2 separate regions of the Mus musculus genome follow, and region 1 is linked to region 2. A link is a contact called in public Micro-C data. All regions are on one chromosome and are shown on one strand. The core of a region is the stretch at or near the end of the contact, and the rest is flanking DNA. Distances in the headings are between cores, read along the strand shown. Region 1 overlaps Grhl2 (grainyhead like transcription factor 2). Region 2 has its middle 31 kb from the start of Gm41297.

Region 1 (6,513 bases), core at 3,857-6,356, 530 kb before region 2:
AAATACAAACATATGAATGAACAACAGGGGAGCTGCTGACACCTGTTCTGACATGAAATAAGGACACAGTGACAGGGATCTTATTGGGGTTTGAAAGAAATGAGGGAACAAGTTTCCCAAGTGCTCATCCCAAGAGCTCCCTGGGCAGTAGGGTAACGGATGCAAAATCAGCTGCACTGAAGAAAACTGACAGAATCTGGGAACAGAGGCCCAAGCTGGCAGCGCCTGCCCTTTGCCCTGGCCCTGAGTCCCTTCTCTTTCTCATGGAACCACAGACTGGACCCCTGGGGTTTCTCTGAGCCTTGGGAAGTACAAAACACCTTTCCACATAAAGCATGAGGCCAGGAGGCTGGGGGCAACCTCAAAGAATGGCTGAAAACCTGGTCCAAGTAAAATAAGCTTGTGTAAGGAGAGGCAAAAACATTCTCCCACATATAGAATGCAAGCTAGTGACTCTTGTTAGGCATGAGTGTAGGGGCATGCTGGGTAAGTAAAAGGTCTTGTGGGAGGGGCAAGGTCTGTGGCCACAGGCAGGATAGGAGTGGAGGTAGAGAGACAGAGAACAGGGGTGGGGCTGGTCATCCCAGGACCCTACCGAGTGAGCTGAAGACACTTGTGCCCACCCTCACAACCCTGGCAGCTGTAATTTAGAGGCTGTGAGTCCTGTAATGCTCAACTCTAAGATTGCTGATTAAGAACTCAAGCTTGCTGAGATGGTGGCCCACACCTTTCTAATTCCAGCACCTCGAAGACAGGCAGGCAAATCTCTGTAAATCTGAGGCCAGCCTGGTCTATATAGTTAAGTTCCAGGACATCCTGAGCAGCAGTGAAACCCTGTTCAAAATTTAAAAAACCAAAAACAAAAAACTTAGGGTCAACAAGATGGCCAGTAAAGGCACTCCCCATTCCAAGACTGAGGACAGAAGTTCAATTCCAGAAAACCATGTGGTGAAAAGAAAGCCAATTTTCACAAGTGCCTTCGGCCTAGCTATCACATGGACACTGTGGCACACCCATGTGTGCCCACACACATGCATACTTTTTCAACATACAATAAACTTTATTATTATTATTATAGTATATAATAGAGTTTATTCAGGGCATGGGGAGGGGAGTTAAGAGGGTAGTAGAGGCAGAGAAAGGCAGGGAGAGAGAAAGTAGAGAAGTAGATAGAGGCTAGCCATGAGCACAGGGAGAGAGGGGAAAGGAATGGGGGAGGGGAGCAAGATCAAGAGAAAGCAAGAGAGCAAGAGCTACAGTGAACTTTAATCAAAGAGGCCTTTTCTTTGTTTTTTATTCAGCTTGAAGGTCACCGTTACAGACACTGGTAGAAATTTGAGAACTGTCTTTTTGTTTTTGTTGTTAGACTGACTTGTCCTGCATGTGTAGGTATATATGTGATTGGCCTGCATACATGTATGTGCACACACACTCTGCATTTACATAAGCATGTATGTGGGGCTCTCTGAGAGAAGTATAGAAGCAAATGGGAGGTAATAAAGAGAGATTTACTGGAAGGGCTAGAAAGGCGGGAAATGACTCCAGTCTCTGCAGAGGTAACCCTGTAACAGCGCTGGAGCTGGTGAGCTGGCATGCCAGCAAGGCACCTTTATGACTTACCTCATTTGAACTGAGCCTATATTTCCATTTAATTGCTTCTCTCCTTTTCTTGGGCAATAATTATAAGACTAACTTTTCAAATAAAATAAAATTGCTTCTCTGTTCTACACAGACGGCTATAGAACAGGTCAGAGCACGTTTTCATAGTTATCTTGTTCCAGCCTCGGGCTTCCAGAGCACTGGCTTGAGTTAGGAATACAGTTCTTACCCCAGCACTTGGGCTGACTTCCAGGACAACTCCTGACATGGAGACACCACTCCTTGCCTCAGTTTCCCTGTTTATAGATTAGTAGCTGCTAGTGCTCTCTGTGTAGCCACCCCTCTGTGTGTGAGGGTAAGAGAAATGCGGAATGGGCGTATTCTCATCCAACATGCCGTACCAACACACTGTTTCTAAATGGTCCCTGGTGACTCTCAATATTAACCTAGTTACTAGCTAATAATCTCTGCCATCGGTCCAGGGAGCTGTCAAGGGTGTCATGAGGGAAAGAGCCTCTGTTCCACTGCATGAGACATGAAAGCAAGTATCCTTTTATTCTTTTACTGACTTGGTATTTTGTGGTGACCAATGATAATTGGCCTTCTGCCTACATCCATGAGGACCACAGCCATAGTCTAAGGGGTTATGACTTTGTTGTGACTTTAATTATGAGAAAAGAATTTCTTTACGAGAATAAATTTGCTAGATACTGCCGATTCCTTTCAAGAAATTTCTAAACATTTTAAGATCTACTCTCCAGTTTCTCCTATTCTTCTCTGTGTCTAGGAAGCTGATCCTGCAAATTCTATTGGGGTCCTGTACTCCCCAGCCTTGAGTCCGATCAAGAAGCCCAGGCAGGGAGCTTGGGAGCAAGAAAGCCTGGGCACTTCTCTGCCCCATGGGCACTAAGCTTGTGGCTGGCAGCAGTTCCACCTCCCAGTGGAAAACTGCTTCTTCTGTGGTCCCAGTTCCTGCTGGGTGGTTCCCCTTTGATTCCCCAGCCCCACAGGTGCTACTTGGATGGTCTCCCAGTACTCCATCCTTCCTAACAATGGCAAGGAGCTAGCTAACTAGGTAGGTAGCATAGCATCTGCCTTTCTGTCTGGACCCTTGGGTTGTCCAGGGCTCCTTGATCTCTAAAGAGCAGATACTGCATTTAGAAATATATACAAAATGAATTCCGCAGGCTCATTTCTTCTTGACTGGTAGGTAAGTTCCTCAGAAAGATTATTTTCTTGATCACTGACTTCTGCTTGCATTAAGTTTATGTGGGAATGAAAGGATTTAAGGCGGAACCACAGACGAGGGGTCACTAGACCTTTGTGAGGGGCCTTGAGCCTCATGGGCCTGAGTTTTATCACGCAGAAGGGGGCAAGAGTTTACCTGACCTGCCCACTGCCTGTATGGCTCAAGCATAGGGCACGCAAATATTTTAGAAATAATATATTTATTACTATAAATATATTATTTATATCTGCCACAGTGCTACGAAGGCATTAAAGTTATTATTATAGAAGTTGATTCTGGGGGAAAGGAAAATGCTTTCGTCTCTCCTCAGTCTGACTGATCTTCAGCTTCACCTGTGCTGAACGTCACAGGTCACATGTACAATTCAGTGCCTGGCATAGCACAGTGCGACCCAGCCCCTGTAGTGGTCAACCCAGCCAGTTGCCAACGCCTAGAGGGAGAGGCAACTCACCAATGTCAAGGACCCTCTGCTTGGCAGTGTGCTGCCGGGAGTGCCAGTACTTCCAGTATTTCAGCTGCTCATCTCGGTTTTTGTCTTCACTAAAGACCACCATCACCACACTCTGCAGGAGAGAAAAGCTGCCGTTATCCTCGGCCAACTGACAAGGTTCCCACTTCCGGCAACTCTAACACAACGTGTAGCTTTTATTGTTGAAGAGCCAGGCATGGTGGCTCCTGCCTTTAATCCCAGCACTCTGTAGCCAGAGACAGAAGGATCTGAGTTTGAGGCCAGCTGAGTCTTCAGGGCAGCCAGGGCTTCACAGGGAAACCATAACCTCCTACCCCTAAATCCAGAGACTGCAGCAAGGAAAGGCCTCAGTGGGTTAAGTTGTTTGACACAATCCTGGAGACCTGAGTTAGCTTTTTGTGAGGCATAGGGTGGATGGAAGAGAAGCAACTTCTGAAGTTATCTTCCTTGTAGGTATTTGTGCATGTGTGCAGACACCCACACATACACACACACTGGGAACAGCCTGGATAAAAACGAAACCCTTCGTCATTCCTACCACAGCATCCTGACAACCAGATGAAGCAGCCTTTGGCACAGTTGGTATACTTTGCAGAGTTAGCTCGAAACTGAAAAGCATTTGGCTTACATTGGCAAAAACACATCTGAAACCTGTCTTAAGTCGAATTGGTGCCATTTGTAAAGAAGCAGACATTCATCTCTCGCCTAGGGAAGTGCCTCAGGCTGGAGTGGAACAGGCAATAAGAGAATTGCACAGGAAACACAGACATGGTAGGAGACAAAACTCATATTGATAAACATATTTCAAACGTCAGAGAACTCATAACCCAAAAGTACAAGGGCAGCGCTGCACTCCAGCAAAACATGGCTGTCCTTTACATGAGCTAGAGCAACCAATTCTGTTTCACAGAAATAAGAATCTAAATGTTGGGCTGGAGAGGTGGCTCAGGGGTTAAGAGCACTGATTGCTCTTCCAGAGGTCCTGAGTTCAAGTCCCAGCAACCACATGGTGGCTCACACCCATCTGTAATGAGATCTGATGCCCTCTTCTGGTGTGTCTGAAGACAGCTACAGAAGACAGCTACAGTGTACTTACATATGATAAATAAATCAAAAAAAAAAAGTACTTTTATAAAATAAATAAATCTTTAAAAAAAATAGAATCTAAACCTCACTGCAGTTCTAAATTTCAAACAGACATCATTTGCATAAATTTACATATGTTGGCTGTCCTTCTGGAAGGCAGGCTGCCACGACCCTGCCGCAGACTCCAGAATTACTCCAGGATTTCAGATATGAGGTGCCTTACCTGGTTCAGATCACATTTCCAGAAAAACGGAACAAAAGAAGATAAAACTTCCATACTGACCAGTTATTTCATGGTTTTGGTTTGTTTTTGGGTTTGTTGTTGTTGTTGTTGTTTTTGCTCTCTGTGTGTGTGTGTGTGTGTGTGTGTGTGTGTGTGTGTGTGTGTGTGTGTGTGTGAGAGAGAGAGAGAGAGAGAGAGAGAGAGAGAGAGAGAGAGAGAGAGAGTTTTCCAGAAAATTGTTTAACAACCCTGGCTGTACTGGAATTCATCTTATTCACAAGGCTAGTCAGTCTCAAGCTTTCAGATACCTGCTGACCTCTGCCTCCCCACTGCTGGGATTAAAGACATGCATCACCACACCCAGTCACCACACCCAGTTTTACATTTCCATATTAAAAGACTTTCATGATCCCACCAAAGTGGAATCATTGGGAAAGTCCCAACAGATGTCACTTACATGGCTGCCACCTTTTCAGAGCAATGGCTGCATGGAGCTCGTATACATATGATTAAACTGTATCCCACCTGTTCCCCCCAGATAACCATGTCTGGATTAAGACCCAAGGAGAAAGCCCTCTGCTTTTCATCCCTCCAGGAGGCTCCACAGAGCACTGTTCCTAGTTGTGCTTGGTTTTCTTGGTGGTGCTGGGGGTAGAACCCAAAGTCTCACATGGATTAGGACTAGAGACCCCCTAGGCAAACACCATGCACCATGCAGCCCATCCTCATGCTAAAAGAGTTAGTCAGGAAGCTGGCAGCCTGGGACCTACCCCAGCAATCCCGCCCATCTTAGTTACCCCACTTATTAGCTTCTGAAAGCCAAGTTTTCTTATGTATAGTACTGTAATAGAACAATGTGCTTCATCATCATCATCAATTATTATTATTATTATTATTATTATTATTATTATTATTATTATTAAAATGGGTTGTGGTTTAGTTTCAGTAAGTTATTAGGCATCCAGTGCCTAGTGCAATCCCTGATACAAAGAAGACATCATTGCTGTGTGACTTGATGCAATGCATTCTTGTTGATACAGTAGGCCCTCCACCATAGTTCTGGCCACAGGGTTGGAACAGGTTGCTGTCCCTCATGGTGAACAGTACCCTGGGTACCTTTTGATCGCCAATGGGCTCACCTTGCTTGGGAACTTACTTGGCCCATATGTGGTAGGGGCACTGTGCTCTGGACATATATGGTTGGGGCACTGGGCTCTGGACATGCCACGGTTCCCTACTTCTCAAGCTGAAACGCTTAGTAGGACACATCTACAGACAGAATCTGACGGGCTGGGGACCACAGGTACAGTGGCAGGGAGCAGTTTATAAGAGAGCAGGAAAATCTATATTGCAACGAAGCAGGAAAGTCTTCCAAGCCTTTTCTAACCCCTGCTGTAAGGTTTGGTTTTTTTTTGTTTTTTGGTTTTTTTTTTAAGTGGAGATGGACTACCTATCAGCTCCCTGTTGGCAGTAGCGAGCATGCCAGTCTGGCATGCATCCAAAGCAGACAGACAGTGACAACTCATGTCATTTCCCACACAAGAGATTAATACTCGTGAATCTGAAATCCCTCCAAGCTGCCGCTGTGGGAATCGTACCTCCTCGCCTTTTGAATCCTGAATAAGCCAGGGGCTGCAGAAGGCTTTGTAAGGGTTATAAATGGTCCAAGACTCGGCAGAAAGTACTCTCTGCTACTCGTTACTCACAAACATACCCTGATCTACTACAGATCAGCTGAAAACCGCACAGCCTACAAGCCATGAAAGAGGTGAGGGGGGATTCCTTGGTGCAGGGAACGCAAGTTCAGACAAGTCGCTCCCCCGAGCTTTATTGGTTACTGATTAAAATGATAAACTACGAGCAATAAATAGGCTCTCTTGAACGAGA
Region 2 (6,657 bases), core at 488-2,987:
AACAGGGAACTGAGAGCCAAAAGTAACCTTGAAGGTCACCCAAGTCTAGATCAAAGAAAGCTGAGGTCTGGAGCTGCCCCCAGCCAAAGCAGAGCTGGGAAGAAAAGCTCTAGGCCCTGACTCTTGCCTGGGGTACTTGCCCCACCCCAGGCCAGGCTAGCTCTCGCCATGATGAGTCTCCACACTCTGTTTTAATGATTCATCCTCTTGCTGCCAGCAGTGTGTGTCACTGCCCACAACCAGCTCACACCCCCGGCTCGTCCCACTCGGAGACACCAAAATGACAAAACCAGCTGATTTTATAGCCCTGTTTTTATCATTTTAATATTAGGAAGGAGTCTGCTTAGCTGTTAGAATGGGTAAATTGGGATCGAGCTGACACTCGCACCATCCTTGATCACTCTGGGACCAGTTCCGGAAAGACTCTAAGCTAGGAAGATTCCGTGTCAGGGGAAGGGAAAGACCTGCTTGGTGCCTGCTGCCCTTAAGTATGGAGTCAGATGGCTCTGTGAATTCAAAACAAAACTAATCCTTGATACCATTTTTCTTCCCCGAACCTCAGATTTCTTATTGGTAAATTAGGAATGAGCTGTGGTGAAGACTAAGCAGTTCAATAAACAGAAGTGAAGCTTGCAGACAGGCACTGCGACCTATGTTCTCCAGGCTCTGATGACTCCAGGAGATGACTGGCCAGCACCAAAACTAAACCATGTAAGGAGCAAGGGCCTTGACCTTGGTGATGGAAGTACTTTGACACAAAGATGATGTTGGGTTTGACCAACCATGTCAGGCACTGAGGCTAATAGGCATGCCCAGGGAGACTGACACAGAGGTGGAGACCCATCTTGTACTGGCCCTGCCTGGCCACCGAGGGTCTCCCTGACCCAGCTGCCTTTTAACTTTCACTTCCCATTTAGAAATCAGATGCCTTGGTGGGGCAGGAAAACAGAACCTCTCACCCAGGAGACATGTTGGAGCTGGAGCCTGGCCCCCATCACTTGAACAACAGACAGTGCGGCCAAGGGAATTTACTGCACCTATCCTTAGCTGTAAAATGCAAAGGGTCATGGCCTCTATCTTGAGGGGAAATGTAGAATCTGACTAATATAATATAGCGAATCAACCCTAAGATGTATTGGCTGAGAACACACCACTCACTGTGTCTCAGAGTTGTGTGCCCAGGAATGTTTGTGAGGCTCTTGGGAGAACTGGCTCCATCCCTCACCTGGGCAGTAGAGTGTGTAGTTTTTGTTACCCTGCCGTAAGCTTCAGGAACAGGCTGCAGGCTGCGCTACCAGCCCCTATGCACACACACACACCAGTTAATCTCAAAATGCCTTTGCTAACTCAATGACTGGGTACTGCTAAACATCCCCTGCCACTCTGGCATAATCAGATACAGTGACCATTGACTCACATGGCTGGTTGGCTTTATCTCCTTTAACTCCCTCTCTCCTAGGTCTGCTAGCTTGCCTGTGGGGACCTTGGAAGTCCCACCTGTTCTGCCCAGGTCATTGACAGCTAGCATCTTTATTGATGAATCGAGAACCTATTGAAGAACAGGACCTCAGCATCAGCACCACCCCCTATAGAGCAGCACAGTAGAGCTGACCCTGATGGTGGGGGTGCAGGTGAGATGCTCTGACAGCATGAGCGTGGGAGAGCTGGCCCAGCCCCTTACTGGCTGCAGCACTAGGGAGAATGGGCCTTGAACCTTAGCTGAGCAGCACAGCAGAACTCCCCCTGGTGGCAAAGGTAGGGATACGCTGCCTCCCACCACATGAGAACATGAGAACAGGCAGGTAGACCTTGACCCTGGCCAGTTGTAGCATTGGATGAGCTAGGGCAGTGCTGTAGAGCTCACACTGGTGGCTCGGGTGCAGGAGTGTTGCAGTAAATCTCCCAAATATGCCCTGGTAATGAAAACACAACACAGTTAATATGATTACATGCAGTGCGTCTAGATTGGGCATATCTACCGCTACACTACCATCTTCCACAGCTCATGAGACCCCTTAGAACTTGCGGTTTCTCCAGGCCATGTGCTTCTGCTCTGCTTTTCTTCCTCCTCCTCCTCCTCTGCATTTTCTCCTTCTTCTCTCCCTCACCTTCTGCTCCACCTTCCCTTTTATCTGCCCAATCATCAGCTTTCCTTTATTTTACAAATTAAGGTGGGAAGCAGGTTTACAGGAAATCACCTGAGTGCTGACTCATTCCTCATTCACATGAAACCCTTCACTGGAGAATGGAATTAACATAAAATGTAATTAGCCCCAGGGCTATCCACAACATTGGAGAGCTGGCAGACTGACCAACTCAGCTACCCCCCAGACCAAGGTCTAGCACTTTGAGCTGGCACACCCCAACATCTGTCCCATCTATGATCTGCTGGAATTTGTGAAGGGGCCAGCCCTGCAGATCCAAAGCTGAAGGAACTCCATGGCACAGGACAACAGAATATCTGAGAGGTGTCCCAGTGAGGATCCGGTATTGATGGTATAGCAGAAGATGGTGTAGCCTTGAAACAGAGCCATGACTCATTGCAATGAACATTTGCTCTGAGGTCAGGAACAGTTTAATCAAATTATTCAGGGTATGGGTGGCTCTCTAGAGAGTGGTTTGTTATCAGTTTGGTCTTCCCCACTCCCTTTCCCACTCCTATTACCCCCATCTCTGTCTGTCTGTCTGTCTGTCTGTCTGTCTGTCTGTCTGTCTGTCATGTGCTTGCAGACTTATAAGGAAACAAGAAGGTCCTCACTACATGTGGTCCCTCGATCTTGGACTTTACATCCCCTGGACACATGAGCTAAATAAATGTCTACCGTGTGTGTGGCTTATCCAGCCCGAGGTTTTCTGTTCCAGTAGCAGAAGACAGGACAAAAGGTCCACATGACAGGGGAGACAAAAGGAGGCTGAGGGGTTCACCTAGTGGCCAGGTGTTGTATACTGCCTGGGCCCCTGCTTTCTACCCTGTCTTACTGTTCCTAGGTCTGTGTCCTTTGCTGGCTCCTTCTCTTCCTGGTTATGTCATCATTTATGTGTGGGAGGGATCGGGGAGGATGCTTGGTCTGAGTCACAGACCTTACCATGCCCCCCACCTGCCCCACTTCCAAAGCACCTTGAATGTAACACAAGTCTCTCAACTAATTCATGCCTTCCAACTCCTTCCACCTTGGACTTCACCATCTCTGTAACTGCTTCTGGTGGACAGGATGAATCTCACCGAACACCAGCATACTCTGCCTCTGTTCCCTTTATCTAGACCAGTGATTCTCAACCTTACTAATGCTGTGACCCTTTAATACACTTCCTCATGCTGTGGTGATCCTGTCATAAAAGTATTTTGTTGCTATTGCATACCTAATTTTCCTACTGCAATGAATCAGAATGTAAGTAATCTGGGTTTTCTGATGGTCTTGGGAAACCCTTGTGAAAGAGTCATTTCATGACCCACAGCTTGAGAGCTGCTGATCAGAGAGCCGCTCTGGTTTTCTGCTAAATGTTTAGCCTTAAAACCTAGCTCTAAGCTGCAAACTTCCTGCTGTCCCCTTGTAGGTGGAGTTCATGCCTGAGGGGCCCCACGGGGCTGATGAGGTTTCCCTTACAACCTTCCCAACAGACGAGGCCTCCCTTCTCATGTTTCCAGCTCTAGGCTTCACAGCTGCCCAGAGTCCCACCTGATCTTTGCAGGATGCTGTGCCCCCAAACCCCACCCTCCCCACCCCCCTCACCCCTTCACTAATCCCACCCCACCTCAGGTTCCCCTGGACCAGCCCAGGGAGTTATCCAGAGAAGCAGAGGTCTTGTGGCCTCTGGCAGATAGAGTAATTCTGCAAGGTAGGATCTTGGGTGGTTCTGCAGAATCTCAGCAAAGGGAGAAGTGGGACCAAAGATTTCCAACTGCAATGTCAGCTACACATATTTTCTCCTTTCTCTGGTAAGACAAACTGAAGAGTCCTTTTTATTCCATTTTGTGTCCACTCAGAAACTAGGCCATAAACCATTTGTTATCTATCCTAAGTGTAAGGACTTTGCTTCTGCAGCTGATCACCTATCTGGGTTGCTCTGAGGTAAGAAGCTGTAGTCTCCAGTTTAGCAACTCATAATAACACAGCAGCCTTGTTCTCTAAGTCTCAGGAAGAGAAGGGGAGTGAGGCCTGTCTCTGCCCTTTGTTCTCAGCACTTGTATGACTTTCAGAGTGTGTGTTCACATGGTAAAAAGTTTACTATGAGTTTACACATAAATTCAGGTCATAAATAAGAGGTTTATAACAAAGAATGTCTATATATATATATCTACTAGGACAATTATCTGGCTAAATATTCATTTGTTACTAACCTTCAGGTTCATGGAAAGTTAAAGACCATTAATAAGTTGTCCTTAACATTTTGTATAGATAAACCCAGTCAATATCTTATCTGCTATTTTTGCTCCTGTGGGTCCTGTGTGTATATCTTCTTTATGACCTCAGGTGTCTTTGCGTTGCCACTCAGAGTGATGATGACTCTAACATGCTGATTGTTTATGCAGAAAAACGCTCTTTGTGTTTATGTACTATCTGAGGCTGGGCTCTTCCTTTAGTGAATCTCAGAGCCTTAAGAAACCAACTCTGCATCTTGTTCTGAAGGCAAACAGGAGAAGACTGACTCCTCAGGCAGTTGGGAGGAGGGTCTTATTGTTCATCCCCACAGTGATACACTTCCTCCAACACAACCATACCTACTCCAACAAGGTCACACCTCCTAATAGTACCACTCCCTGGGCCAAGCATATTCAAATTACCACAGTGGATAAAAGCACTGTTGCCTGAGTTTAACCCCTGGGTACCAAACAGTTGTCTTCTGACTACACACACACACACACTACACACACACACACACACACACACACACACACACACACACACACACACACAAAATGTAATTTAAAACATTTAAAGACAGATCATGGTGCAGTCTCTTTTCTCAGTGACCATATCCTGGTAATGGAGACCAGTGAAGAAGGGGGTATGATTTGGAATATGTCGCTACCGTCTCCAACCAGCAGAAAAGAAGCAACGAAACTGATGTCCTTCTCAAGGCAGTTTATTCAGGAACTTCATAAATGTGTAGGAAAAAGCAAATGCCACGACCTCTCTCCGTCATCCCCCTTTATCCCCTCCAGTCCACTCACCCTCACCCCAATCCACGTAGGCACAGTTCATTGGCTCAGGACTGCATTTGTCACATCATCCGATCTTACATTGTGGTGCACCTGCGCAATGCAGCTCAAGGTACGTGGCTATCTTGAGGGATATGAGGAAGTCAGGTGCCGGCCATAAGACTTGGCAGCAGCCGGGCGTGGTGGCGCACGCCTTTAATCACAGCACTCGGGAGGCAGAGGCAGGCGGATCTTTGAGTTCGAGGCCAGCCTGGTCTACAAAGTGAGCTCCAGGACAGCCAGGGCTATACAGAGAAACAAAAAGACTTGGCAGCAGTCCCGGGCGCCATTTTGGGGCCGCGGCCACACCCGCTCCTCTGGGTGCTGTTTTTAGAAGGAAATGGGTGGAGATAGCTCACCAGTCAGAAGCACAGCCTGTTCTTCCAGAGGACCCAGTTTCAATTCCCAGCACCCACATAGCAACTCACAACCATCTGTAACCCCAGTTCCAGGGGATCTGATGTCCTCTGGCCTCCATGGGTGCCAAGCACAAATGTGGTGCACTTGCATACATGTAGGTACAACACTCATACACATAAAATAAAAAATAAACAATATTTTAAGAGACTTTTAAAAAAAAGTCTTTAAAGGAGTTTGAATTAAAATATTTTAGTATCACAAAGCAATTTTATAGTTTCCTTATCTTTGAAATCAGAATGACAAAGCACAAGCTCTCTAATCTGACCACAGCAAAGACTCCAAAAATCCAGGCACTTAGCTAAAGTTTACCTCACTCTTGCAACATCCCCCTCCAGATCCACATTCATCTCCAGGGTTGCTTCAGCTTTCAGGGGTTTGTTCTCCAGGTACTTCCGTATTAATGTCTCTAAACCCCACAACATAAGGACACCCAGGCACAAGAAGTGGGTCACTCACACACATTGCATTGGCCAGAACGCAATGTCCAAGGGATGAGCAGAGACTGAGGCAGCAGGGAGCTCCCTGCCAGGACAGGAGAGCCCAACTTTCTGGTGATAGCTGTGATGTCTCTCCAGAGTAAGGCTGGAGGTAGAGAAATAAAGACATAGTTGAGAAGAACTCAGCCACATTGAGAGGGGACTGCTCAGAGACTAGTGAGCCCCTTTCAACACCAAGTGACTAATGTCAGGGATGGCTTCACCCTAGTAAGCTTTAGTCTTCTGGGCTTGGGAACTGCTGTGTCATTCTTAGTTGAGACTTGAGTATTAACTTTGAGAATATAATAGTTCTACATGTGTGCAATGAACAGACAGGACCTTTATCCTCCTTTGTGAGACAGGATCTCACTACCCTGTCTGGCCTGCAACTTACTCTGCAGTTTAGATTGGCCTCAAACTGTGGTCCTCCTGCCTCTCTTTCCCAAATGCTGTGATTACAGGCATGAACCCCATGCCTGGTTTGACATGAAGACTGTGGTGGCACTTATAAAGTCTATGAAAATGCTTGTGTCTGCTTCCCTATCTAGTCATCCCTCTGCC

Evidence for each region. Hi-C and Micro-C count contacts between places; a contact is called where the count stands out from the background.
Region 1: a Micro-C map of embryonic stem cells shows a contact between it and region 2, with 3 times the contacts expected there. The contact joins two enhancer-like sites.

Annotation. Positions count from the first base shown.
Region 1 is chr15:37,288,459-37,294,971 of GRCm38.p6, reverse strand. It overlaps Grhl2 (grainyhead like transcription factor 2), which reads right to left. Exons shown (of 16, transcript NM_026496.4): 7 at 3,300-3,411. Among named protein-coding and RNA genes, the nearest start is that of Gm16136, 59 kb to the right of the region's middle. Within about 2 kb of position 5,106, at least 4 of the 459 cell types and tissues checked have an H3K27ac peak or open chromatin away from gene starts, as enhancers often do. A contact at or near this core is called in embryonic stem cells, where this site is marked.
Region 2 is chr15:36,755,876-36,762,532 of GRCm38.p6, reverse strand. No RefSeq gene overlaps it. Among named protein-coding and RNA genes, the nearest start is that of Gm41297, 31 kb to the right of the region's middle. Within about 2 kb of position 1,737, at least 43 of the 459 cell types and tissues checked have an H3K27ac peak or open chromatin away from gene starts, as enhancers often do. A contact at or near this core is called in embryonic stem cells, where this site is marked.